Regions from separate parts of the Zea mays genome. Here region 1 is linked to region 2. The links are chromatin contacts, called in public Hi-C maps. All regions are on one chromosome and are shown on one strand. Each heading gives the region's core, a stretch centred on a gene start, on an enhancer-like site or on the middle of the called end of the contact. The rest is flanking DNA. Distances are from core to core; before and after follow the strand shown.

Evidence for each region. A called contact is a pair of places that touch in the nucleus more often than the background predicts.
Region 1: a Hi-C map of ear shows a contact between it and region 2, with 2.8 times the contacts expected there. The contact joins the promoter of LOC100382925 here to the enhancer-like site in region 2. A contact is called at or near these places in 2 of 25 Hi-C or Micro-C datasets (ear and leaf).

Annotation. Positions count from the first base shown.
Region 1 is chr3:174,251,037-174,253,738 of Zm-B73-REFERENCE-NAM-5.0, forward strand. It overlaps LOC100382925, which reads right to left and starts at 1,427. Exons shown (of 6, transcript NM_001175612.2): 1 at 1,263-1,427; 2 at 1,039-1,175; 3 at 1-117. The coding sequence starts at 1,386.
Region 2 is chr3:173,888,788-173,891,822 of Zm-B73-REFERENCE-NAM-5.0, forward strand. No RefSeq gene overlaps it. Among protein-coding and RNA genes, the nearest start is that of LOC732739, 47 kb to the left of the region's middle. Within about 2 kb of position 1,659, at least 14 of the 20 cell types and tissues checked have an H3K27ac peak or open chromatin away from gene starts, as enhancers often do. A contact at or near this core is called in ear and leaf, where this site is marked.

The DNA.
Region 1 (2,702 bases), core at 177-2,676, 360 kb after region 2:
TCTTCCTAGTCGGTAAAAGATCTGGGATTCCAGCTGGAGAACAGCTGAAGTTTCTTCTTGGCCTCTTAAAAGCTCAAGAGCCTCATGCAGTTTGTTTTGCCTGTAGCAGCAGTAGGCCTGAATGATAATAATAATTAGCTTGATCACAAAATTGATTATAAATAACAAAATAATGTCCAAGGTCAGATTTGGAAAAAAGAAAGTAAGCACATGGTCCTACAACACTACATTATAATTCAAACTTCTACTTACACCAAACAAACACTACAGAAGTAATTAACTTCAACGAAAAGCAAGGAACAGCACCGAATAGAGAATGAGCCTAATCATACGTCAACTTCAGCATACAAAATTACTGTTCAAAATGCAACAGAATCAGACTAAAGAATTCACACAGGTATTATAGACCATAAATTTAACGTGTGGAGGTATGGAATTAAAAGGGTTGGCCTTGTCAAGGTGTGTTTAGCTACATGGATAGATCTGATACGAACAATAGTTAAACTAGGGAATGTTAGGACCGCTAAATAAATACTAAACATAAATTATCTCTTGTGTTCAGCCAGAAGCGATCGAATTACTTCATATTTAAGTCAACAAAGTGTTGCAGCATGACATAAAAGCTTATTCTCGTTCAGCAGTTTTACCAGTGTGTCACAGAGAACTGCGTGCATGACTTTCCACTCCCTACCGCTCGATGCCATTCTCCTAACATATGAATATAAGTCGTAGCAGAGCACAGAACCACAGCATGCAATGCAACGGTTCCGCTGAGTCGCATGACCGCGATAGCAAATTTCACTACAGAATCACCAGCATCAGCACTAAACTACATTGGAGAAGATCATCAAGTGAAAAAATCTATTTCAATCACACAAGACAACTGATTTACTTTATCATATGACATAAACACGTACAGATCTAATCACTCCCGCATCCTAACCACAGCCAGTCCCTAGTGAGGTACGCAAGGATGACAACAAGGGAATAGAAAGACACATCAGGCAAGCGAGGGCAAGAGAGGACAAATCGCGTCACCCTGTAGTAGCTGAGATCGATCGGGAGGCGCTCGGCGGCGCGGATCGCGGCGAGCGCCTTGTCGATCTCGTCGGCCTTGATGTATGCCACCACCTTGCATCGCACCGCGTCCTCATCTCCCGGCGCTGCCTTGAGAACTGCGGAACCAGTGGGAATCAGATTGGAACGGGGGTTAGGGCACGAGACTCGGACCGCGCTGGGGGGGAGGAGATGGAGTGCTTGACCTTGGTCGGCGACCTTGGCGGCCTGTTTGAAAGCACCTGCCTCGATGTGGCGGTGGAGCGAGGCGAAGAGGTCCTCGACGGCCACCGGCTCCGCGGCGGCGGACGCCTTCGATTTCGGCGGCATCACGAGACGCAGGCGTGGGACTTGGGTCAGCAGGGAGAGAGAAGAGAGTACCAGAGCAGCACCCAGCACGCGCTGCAAGAAAATAGGTTCGCCTTGTTGCCAACCCAATCAACGTTTTTCACAGCACAAGGCTCGACTACGAGGGATTTGCAGGGGTAGACCAGGCCTGGCCTCGGTGTCCTGCGCGATTGAACAATGCTTAGCCCATAAAGGCCCATGTGAATTCCTGGGTGGACAAATCAGCAGCCTGCTACGTGGGCCTACGTATTGAACCTCTCACCAAAAATAAAACGAAAAAAAAAACGATGACGACGACTATTGGAAAAAAGTTCGAGCTGGCTCGAGCTTGGAGCGGAAAAAGTTTAAGGTGGCTTGAGCTCGCGAGCCGAGCCGAACCGAGTCGAGCCGAGCCAGGTTTTCGAGCTCGTTGAGTCAACGAGTCGAGCCGCTCCGGCTCACGAGCTGCACAAAAATAATCAACCTACATAATAATAATAATGGATATTGGATAATTTTATAAATATATGACTCATTTCTTACTCTTTAATGATGAATATATGACAATTATAATTTAGATTACTTGTAATGTCGTGTTATGGTTATTTGCTTCGTATTTATAGACTATTAATCCACTATATAATGCAATATTAGTTTTCAAGGTGCAACTCGTGAGCCGGCATCGAGCCGAGTCGAGCCTCCTTTTACAGCTCGTTAAGTAAGCGAGCCGAGCTCCAACCCTAACTACGAGACGGTCACAGTTGAGGCGTGGCGAACCGGTAGCTCGTTTGGGGGAGCTTCTCATTGTCATCATAACAGTACCAAGGTTTCTACCAAAAATCCGTTTTCAACCCACGGTGGCATCGGTTCCTGGCGACATTTTATGAATTTTTCGGTTTTGAATCTCAAATAATATAAAAATATTCAAGAAGATTCAATAAAAACTAGAGGGTCCCAGGAGTTCCAAAAGTATATTTATTGTTGAAAATTTCATCTTTTGGTGTGTAAAAAATTGAAAATGTTTAGACCCGTTAAAAATTATTTTCCTTTGGATTCCTGTGAACTCGTCCACTCCATTTAGGACCGGAAAATTAGCTCGAGGCTCGCAAACCGGCTCGAGCTCGCGAGCGGCTCGCGAGCCTCGAACGAGCCGAGTCGAGCCCCTTCTTCGAGCTCGTTTTTGCAGCGAGCCGGCTCGTTCTAGCTCGCGAGCCTTGCAAAAATGATCGATTTATGGAATAATAATGAATATTAGATAGTTTTATGGATAATATCTCATTTTTTAGTCTTTGATGATGAATATATTACAAGTTATAATT
Region 2 (3,035 bases), core at 409-2,908:
TGGATGGAACTAGATTAGAAAAATATGAAATCTCATTTTTTTTTTGCCGAGTCAACTTAGCTTGGGCCACATGCCTCCCTCCACATTGAGCCTTGGCCAAGCCCAACTTGAGATTCCTCCTTTCATTTTTCGTTTTTTGAATTACACCTACGTAAAAATGTCGTAACTTAATATCTCATCCATTTAATATTTAGTTCTATTGAACCTTTTTTTTATAAATCAATGCTTATCCATCCGTATCGGTTTCATATTTTAAAGTATTATGTTTTTAAAATTTAAATGTATTTATGCCTCTTATAGAATACTTCACATTTGAACAACATGCATTGCCAAAAATACATTTACATAAAAAAACTATATATGTGCGCACATGAGTGCTTTACAAGATCATATGGAAGTTTGGAAGCACTAATTCAAGGTTTGTATACTTTGGAATCTAGCTTTTAGTCACTCAATATTTCTAGAAATTGAATAATGTACAAATATGTTTAGAAAAAATTTAAACTTAATAAGAGACCAAATCACATTACTATAACATCTTTTCAAAAGTTGCATCATTAAAGTAAAAATAAATAAGTAATAGTTTTGTTCATTTCCTATTCTATTGAAAACACGACTTCCTATTGTTCCCTACTCACAGTCAAATTTCAAACACATTAATAGATAGCTAGCATTACCTTTTTGGTTGAAAATTTAATCTAGTCTTTATTCCAATGTTTTTTCATCTGAATAATTAATTATATTTTTTCAACAATATGGGCTTTCTAGAAACAGAATATATATGTTGATTTATTGGAGTGACTTATAATCTGAACTATATGTGATTTAAAAATATTAATTTACATGCAAGTATGCATATGAATATGTACATACATTTAAATACCATGTTTGAGTTTATAAGGTAAAATTCAAATATGTACATACTTTAAAAATCCATAACCCTTAGTTACTTATTAGTTCCTTAAGTTTCATAATGCAGAAATCTTGTTTGAAAACTATGTTTTTTTTGTGGGGGTGATACATTCTCATAATATGCCCATAAAAAGTTTCACCACAAAATTAAATTGAAGCGTCCATATGGTTCATGTAGCCTTAGTTTCGAAGCACTTGTTCATTAGAAATCTTTAGGTCCGATCGATCAACACAATGACGTCTACCATTCACATAATTGAGTGAGCGAGTATCCTAGAAAAGGCGCGTGCAGTAGTGGTCCATGTGTAACATCCTGTGTTTTCCATCATTATAAAATTCACTAAAAATCTGTTTTTCTTAAAGAAAATACAACAAACTACAACTTTAATCGTTCATTTTCCGCGAAACCAGTTTGAAACTATTTTTTTTCAAAAACCTTGCATTCAAATTCACCATATGCATATTTGAGCTTTGTGTGCCTTCTAGAGTTTAATTGCGGCACTAGAAAATCCTTTTATCTTAAAATCCATCCATGATTTCAATTCAGATTCCCATTCAAACCCTTTTCTTGACTTTATTTTCTAGGAATTTTAAAACCTCTCCCGAAGGGAAAATTCTCTCTCGGGCTTAGAATCTCTTCTTTTCAAACCCATCTATTTTCTGTCTCCCTTTCCTATGGGCTTTTGGCTCAGCGCTGTTCCCGGCCCAACAAAGCCACCACGGGAGGATACCCGAGTACTGAGTACCCGGTACAGCATCCACGCGTGCGCCGTACCGCGCGCTCGTGCGTTGTCAACTCATCTTCCTCGATCGTGTTGCCTCTCGGATGTTGTCTTCCTCCCGCGATGTCTGCCGGCAGCACAGCGACAAGTTGAGATATCTTCCACCGCTCCACCAGCTTACTACAACAGCGCACGACTATAAAACTAGGTTGTTTCCTCGTCTGTTCTACACAAGGGGGGCTCCGGCCACCTAAATCTATGGAACTCCATTGGGGATAGAGGTTGAGGCAGAGGAGGAAGAAGAAGAGAGGGAGAAATAAATCCCTTGCTAGCTTGTAATGTCTTCGTCACTTATCAATAGAAAATCAGCAACCCATTTAGCTAATTTCTAGATCCACCACTGCATAGCACAAAGCGAGTGTGCCAGCCTGGTTTTCCCAGCATCGCTCCATGTTTGATGTCTCGGAAGCCCACGCCGCCATGCCGTTTTGGCAAGGTCAGCTCCTGCCATCTCCTCCAATGGATGGATTTCCCGTCGGCTGATCCAACCCATCCATAGTTAGAGATAGCCAAAGCATTTTTCTTTCTAGTTTTAGCCGAGTAGGGATGGCAACCGGTAAAAACCAGCTAGATTTTGCCATCCCAAATCCATATCCGTGAAAAATATCTATACCCACAAAAAAACCTGTCCCATCACGGGTTTAAAATTTTGTCCAAACCCGTACCCATCGGGTTAGAGGGTACCCACGGGTTTTATCTCCAATATGCCAGTTGTTCTCATAATCAACAAGTATTGTAATGATTAATAGGATCATGCTTCAAAATTTATGTGATGAACAGCGAGTTTATGATTTGGTATAAAAATTATTAGTAGATAAAATGAAATACATATAATAAGTTATATAATCAAGAGACCTTGCACTAAGTTATGCATCCACCACATATATAACACTAGTAAAAACTATAATAACAAGTAAGAAACACTCTCACCAACTACTTATACATTCACCATTTGATAAAAATTAGGAAATAAATGGGGAGATAACAAGTTTATTGTTTGTTTATAAAATAAAATGACAATATCCACTAGGTTTGGTCAGGTTTAAAAAACCCACGAGTTTACAGGTTTTGGTACTATAGGAACAAATCCATACCCATAAACCCGTCGGGTATAGATTTATGCCCGTTAACAACCCATGGGTATGAAAATTGACCCAAATCCGTACCCAAATGGGGTAAAACCTCGTTGGGTTTCGGATACCCATTGACAACCCTAGCCGAGAGAATAAAGCATGTCTAGTAGTTCTCTTAAAAGCTCCCTAAACTTAGATTTACCAAGTTATTAAATGCATATCGGGAAAAAGATAATCTTGGCCTTCAATGGTTGTCAATTCTTAGGTT